Regions from separate parts of the Danio rerio genome. Here region 2 is linked to region 1. The links are chromatin contacts, called in public Micro-C maps. All regions are on one chromosome and are shown on one strand. Each heading gives the region's core, a stretch centred on a gene start, on an enhancer-like site or on the middle of the called end of the contact. The rest is flanking DNA. Distances are from core to core; before and after follow the strand shown.

Region 1 (3,480 bases), core at 275-2,774:
TGTTGGACCTGTAATGATAATTTTTTTTTTAAGTTTTTTTTTTTATATTTTTTAAATAAAGTAAGTATATTTCTGAGTATATACTTTAAAATGTAAAACAAAAAAGAAACAGTCCTTTATTAGGGTTTCCGCAGGTTTAATCAAGTCAAACTTAAGACTTTTAAAGACCCTTTTAAGACCATTATAAATAAAATTTTAGACTTATACAGGGCTAAACAATAATAATTATTTCTATTTGCCCGGTTGGTTGCCAAAAATAAATAAATCTAATGTAATTATTTCTTAGCAACATATTTTAATGTGTCAAAACAAGAAAACTCTAGTTGTAAACACTTTCTTTTATAACAAATTTAACATTGTTAAAAGTATATTTATTATGGAGACAATGACATAAATGATCAAAAATATACATTTGTTAACTTTTGGTCCAAATTGACCGAGTATAATGTATCACGCAAAGTGATAAGTGGCTCTGTTATTATAATAAGGAATTGTGTAATAGTTTTAAGGTTTCTTTCCCTGATAAGAAAATTCAATTTAGAGAAAATGCTGTAAAAAAAAAGTCAAATAGCTATTGTAAATTGGATCTTTTTGCAATAAAAATAAAAACTTAAATATAAAAAAAAGTTTTATTGAGATGGATTGTTGATGATTCAATGGATTTCGGCCTGTTTATTTGGACAGAGAAAAATTTAGACCAGTTAAAAATAATTTAAGACCTACTAGACAACATATCAGTAAATTTAAGACTTTTTAAGGGCTAAAATATTGTTTTAGAAATGTATGACATTTTCTACATATACGTACACGTAAACATACATTTGAAGTCAGAATTATTCACCCCCCCCCCCCCCCGTTTATTTTTCCCCAATTTCTGTTTCACTGATTTCTTCAACACATTTCTAAACATAATAATTTTAATAAAAAAATAACTGCTTTTATTCTAGCCAAAATAAAACAAATCAGACTTTCTCCAGAAGAAAAAATATTATCAGACATACTGTGAAAATTTCCTGAATCTGTTAAACATCATTAGGAAAATATATTTTTTTAAAAATCAAAGGGGGGCTAATAATACTGACTTCAAATGTATATATATATATATATATATATATATATATATATATATATATATATATATATATATATATATATATATACAAATGGTACCATATAATGATATATATCGTTATCAGGATATAAATTGACTTATATGTGAGGAGATTTTTGTAAAATCACCCAGCCCTTTATGGTTTCACAAGGAAAACAACAACATCCACAAATACACATTGCAGTTTCCACAAACACAGACTCACCGTAGATTTTGAGGGCAGAGTGAGTCGAGTAGGTCCTCCTTTTCTTTGCTAAACAGAGAAATAGAGATTCATTTAAACAGCAGGTGGAGCTTGTGAGTTACAAGAGTAAAACTAGAAAGTTTGTAAATGGGTCACTTGTGTCTTTCTGTGTTAATGGGAGCACCGCTTTTAACTAAGAGTCTGATCTCAGACTGTGACGCCAGCAGTGGCTGTGCGTGGTCTTATCGAAGTCTCCATTTGCACGCTCACCAGTTCTTTAAGCTCCCTCTGTCTGTCGCACAGCTGCTCGTACATGCGCAAGCCGACCTGGGTACTCTCTAGGGTGGAGATGATCTGAAGCTGGGTGTCCTTGTTCTCGATGATGTTATACTCCAGCATCAAACACAAGATCTGCACAACATACACACACAAGGATGAATGTTGTGTCCTATGTGCAAGGTCACCAGGACTTAATTTTCAACACATACTGTAGATAATATTACACATATACTGTATTAATGGACTCTGTGGGACTATTCTAAATTGCTAAAACTGTCGATTTTATTCAACAACACGCAGTTTGTTGCATGTAAATTCCTCAAAAATGGTTAAAAAAGGTTAGTTACATTTATAAAGTTACTGTGACATTAATAATAGTCGAAATGATATCAAAGTTATTGTGACATTCATAATAGTGCCAAATAAGCATTACTGTAAAGTGCTCACAAGCCTATACACCGAGCACATAACATCTATCTTCATGTCTTGCTACTTTCACAGAATTTGTATAGTTTATTCAGATTCGAGAACAATATCTTTTTCAAATGTTTGCCTTTTAAGGCCCTAAAACATGCACTCAAAAAATTCTTCGGTGCTTGTAATGTAACCGCATACACTTATTCTGCACATTTGACTGATTGCTTGCATTTATTTACTATATTGTATAAGATTATTGTACGTTATGGTTTTATAATGATCAGCATTGATTATTAAAACTAATATTCAGCAAAAGAGAAGGTAGGCCTATGTTTCGCATTTTCAATGAAAATGAAAGGAGGCCTATATGTTACAGGCTCCATTTTGTTATGCATACAGTGAAAATGATGATCATATAAATATGAAGCTACATGACGCCTCAAAATTTTTAGTGTCTGTTAAATTATTATCAAAATGAAAATAGGCTGAAAATTATGTTATAAAGTACACTGTTTCCTTTAAAGATTTTGTTTTCCATTGTTTCCGAGTGTGTTTTCTATATCAAAAAGTTCAATTTTTGGAGAGGGTGCTCGTTGCAGAGCCATTTGAGGAGAGCTGAGCTCCAGCGAGTGGGAGCATGAGCTGTCGCTCCTCCTCCTGTAAGCTGTTTTAATGCGTACACCAACCCCACCCCTAACCCTACCCCCAGTGACATCACTCGTAGAAGAAGTTCAAAAAAGGTGGAGCTCAAGCTTAAGCTCCCCCTCGCTGGAGCTCAGCTCTCCTCAAATGGCTCTGCAGCGAGCACCACTTGAATTTTTGGCGCTCGAAAACTCCATAGTTTAGTGTGGACAAATGGCGTAACCGTAGCAAAGCTTTTTCAAACTAAAACGTATTAGTGTAAACGGGCCTAAAATGCCACAAAATCTGTGGAAAATATGAAAAACTGAGGTGTATTTTAGGCTTTAGCAAAATGTTAATTAATTGGCTACCTTTTATTATGTTTATTTGCTGATCAAGGCCCACTAAAACAAGTTATAGAAGATAAAATGGCTAATGAAGTGGAAAAAATGCAAAAAAAAAATTGAGAAAACATGGAATAAATGAGCAGATATAATTTCTGTATGTAATTACACATATTATTTAATTTTCAGTTTTTTTATGCAATAGTCATGGTCTGACTAGACTGTGGGTGATTCTGGATGTGTCCTTTTAGGCTAATGCAGAGTTTAGACTGAATGATTTTAGCCCTGATTTTGACTCGCCGACAGGTTTTAAGAAATCACAGACATATATGCCTGAAATCACAGGCAACTCGGAACTCGCTCACATGAGTAACAAATCACACAACTATCAAAGACGAATCGCTTATGAGTCTTTAACGCCTGTGAGAAAAATATAATCTGGGGCTATCAGTGATTGAAATCATGCGGTATGTGTGATTGAAAATAACATTGGCGACAGTGGCGTAGCGGGCGTGACCAGAGGG
Region 2 (3,425 bases), core at 793-3,292, 62 kb after region 1:
TAGCGCCCCAGTATAGTGAAAAGGAGTCTAAACTGCTCAGTGTCCTTCAGCGTCTCGTCTTTCAAATGAGACGTTGAACTGCGGTCCTGACTCTCTGTGGTCATTAAAAAGCCCAGGATGTCCTTCGAAAAGGAGTATGGGTTTAACTCCGGCATCCTGACCAAATTTGCCCACTGTCCTGTCCATTATGGCCATCTAACATACCCATATGATAACAACACACTGTCTTCATCACATTCTCTCCTCTCCACCAATCAGCTGGTGTGCGGTCTGGTGCAATATGGCTGCTCTGGTGCAATATGGGAGTCCACCCAAAAATATGTAAAGCTCTTTGAGTGTCCAGAAAAGTGCAACATAAATGTAAGAAATTATTATTATTATTATTATTACTTTAAAGAATGTTATAACCAACATACGTTTCATAATATTTGAAGAAAAAGAAAGCATAACTACAATCTTCTAGAAGATGAAACAGATCAGGCATTGTAACTATGTATACCAACATATATAAATAAATAAAAATCTCTTAATTCTTTGCAGACTTATTGTTTTCTTAACATCGCTTGATCATATTTCAGCATCCATTTTAAAACTGTTACAGATTTTTAAAAAAAGAAATTTTTTTTTAGCGAATTTAAAAATCGCAAACCACAGCGACATGAACATTTGTTATATTTCGATCATTTCGCAGCCCAAACTTTTAGGATACCAATGGCACTCAGAGATACTCTCAAGTTAAATCACGTTAAAATGATTTGCGATAAATTTGAGATTTAACGCAAGAGTTTTGCGATATTCGTGATAAGCACATTTAAAACATTTTGATATATTTTTCAACCATATTTTTTAGGATATCAATGACAATGACACAAAGAAATTCTTCTATTAAAAAACAAATTCAGCGGAAATCATTGCGATATGAATATCGTAATAAGTACATTTGCGATATTTCGAAATATTGTTCAGCCATACTTTTTAGACGAAAGATACTCATTGAATCACCATTTTTCGCAAAGCATTGCGGTAGTTATATCGTGATAAGTACATTTGCGATATTTTAAAAATTTTGATACATTGTGCAATTTAGGATATCAAATGACACACAAGGATACTCACATTTGCGATTATTTCGATATATTGTTCAGCTATACTTTTTAATATATCAAAGACACACAAAGATATTCATGTATTAAATCACAAATTTATCGCAAACCATTGCAAAATGTATATCGTAATAGGCACATTTGCATTATTTCAATAATTTTGATATATTGCACAGCCCTACTTTTTAGGATATCAATGGCATAGGATACTCCTGTATTAAATCACTAATTTATTGTGATATTGCAATCATGTTTATTGTGATATACTGTACATATTTTGATAATTTCAATAAACATGTGGCCCTACTTTTTAAGATATTTTTAATGAAAAGAAAGCTAAAAATAACAGCACTAATTAATTATTTCATAATTATGTAACATTATAAATATCTTTATTTTCATTCATGAAACAATTCTATTAAAATGTATTGAACAATTTAATTTGTTATATTTTTAATCTTACTTTTGAGTAGTAATGTTAGTTTCCACAAAAAAAAAGAAGCAGCGCAACAGTTTTCACCACTTGTAATAATAATAATAATAATTGAGCAGCAGATCATCAAATCAGAAAGATCACGTGACTCTAAACTGTAGTAAGAGTTCTGAAAATCTAGCTTTTAAATCATAGGAATATATATTATTTTAAACTACATGCAATATATATTTCATTTCTAATATTTCCCAATTTTTTACTGTGTTTTTGGCCAAATAAATGCAACATTGGTGAGCAGAATAGCCGTCTTTTAAACAATATAAACTGATCCCAAACCTTTGACCGGGTAGTGTATTTCTTCCTGCTATTGGTGTGCATTTCCACGGTAGTGAATATGCAATGTTCATCGCTTCAATTAGAACAGACAGCAGCAGCTGAATCATGCACAGAACAAATGGGGTCACCAGATGCCAAAACCGTCCACACTGACAGGAAAGCCAGTTCAGAGGTCATTCACAAAATACATCTCGCCGCGTAAGGGTGAGACCAGCGACTTGCAGCTATTTCTGACATGCTGTGGTGTTTTGAGTCCCTGGATACAAGACCAACAGCAAAATTGAATCAGTTCAGACAGGCAGACACGTCAAATATGCAAATATCCACCGCTGCCTATTTTCAGTTTGACAATATAACACCTACAGAAAAGGTAAAAATGTAAACTTGTTATATTCTTGCCCTTGTAGCTCCAAATATCTTGCTTTTTCCTATTTAACTAAGGGCTAACTTTTAAGATGCTTAACATTTATTAAACAAACTTAACACTAAAAGTGCTTATTTATATCATGTTCACCTTAAAAACACTCTTTGAAATAAAATACTCATGTTCAATACAAATAATCCTATAGCTGGATTTTTAACAGCATTTTTTTTTGCATAAATGAAACATAAGGAGCTTTTTTTAAAACAAAGTAATGATACTTGCACGTTGTAAGGCAGAATTTGCTTAATGATAAAGTTAATTAAGATTACAATTTATAATGGAAACGTTAATAAGAATGGGATATAAAAAAAGGCATCAGGCAAACATGTACAATTCCACGTTTTATTTTATGTGTAAAAAATTATATATATACACTACCTGACAAAAGTCTTGTCGGCTATCCAAGTTTTAGGAACAACAAATAATAACTTGACTTCTAGGTGATCATTTGGAATGAAGTGGCTTATATGAAAGGCAAAGGCCTCTAGATTACGCTTATTTTACCAAAATAAAATGTGATCATGCCTTGATATTTAATTATTTAATTAGGACAGTAAGGTCTGACTTTGCTTGGACAAAAGTCTTGTCACTTAAAAGAAATAATGTACAGTTTTGAATATAAAGTCATGGTGCAGTGGACAAAAAAAATTAATATTGCGTATGGACTGTATCCATAAATCTCTGCAATAACTTAATATCTTATAATAAAGTCATCTGGAATGGCAAAGAAAGCATTCTTGCAGGACTCCTAGAGTTCATCAAGATTCTTTGAATTCATCTTGGATTCTTTGCCTCCTCCATCTTACCCCAGGAATGCTCAATAATGTTCATGTCTGTTGACTAGGCTGGCCAATCTTGAAGCACTTTGACCTTCTTTGCTGTGGTTTGTAATGTAATGGGCAGAACAAATGTCTTGATACCTCAAGCTGTTGATCTTGCCATCTACTCTGCAGATCTCTCACACATCCCCATACTGAATGTAACCCCAAACCATGATTTTTCCTTCACCAAACTTGACTGATTTGTGTGAGAATTTTGGGTCCATGCGGGTTCCGATACTATGCAGTTCAACAGATGATTTATCTGAAAAATCTACCTTCTGCCACTTTTCTAAATGAGTCAAGTTATT

What was found. Hi-C and Micro-C count contacts between places; a contact is called where the count stands out from the background.
Region 2: a Micro-C map of caudal fin shows a contact between it and region 1, with 5 times the contacts expected there. The contact joins two enhancer-like sites. A contact is called at or near these places in 3 of 18 Hi-C or Micro-C datasets (caudal fin, embryo and hematopoietic stem cells).

What each region holds. Positions count from the first base shown.
Region 1 is chr18:14,595,242-14,598,721 of GRCz12tu, forward strand. cmip (c-Maf inducing protein) reads right to left here. Exons shown (of 21, transcript XM_073929910.1): 16 at 1,566-1,706; 17 at 1,317-1,364. Among named protein-coding and RNA genes, the nearest start is that of si:ch211-260p9.3, 36 kb to the left of the region's middle. Within about 2 kb of position 1,525, at least 3 of the 62 cell types and tissues checked have an H3K27ac peak or open chromatin away from gene starts, as enhancers often do.
Region 2 is chr18:14,656,544-14,659,968 of GRCz12tu, forward strand. gan (gigaxonin) reads right to left here. Exons shown (of 12, transcript XM_073929911.1): 12 at 1-3,425. Among named protein-coding and RNA genes, the nearest start is that of cmip, 18 kb to the left of the region's middle. Within about 2 kb of position 2,043, at least 6 of the 62 cell types and tissues checked have an H3K27ac peak or open chromatin away from gene starts, as enhancers often do.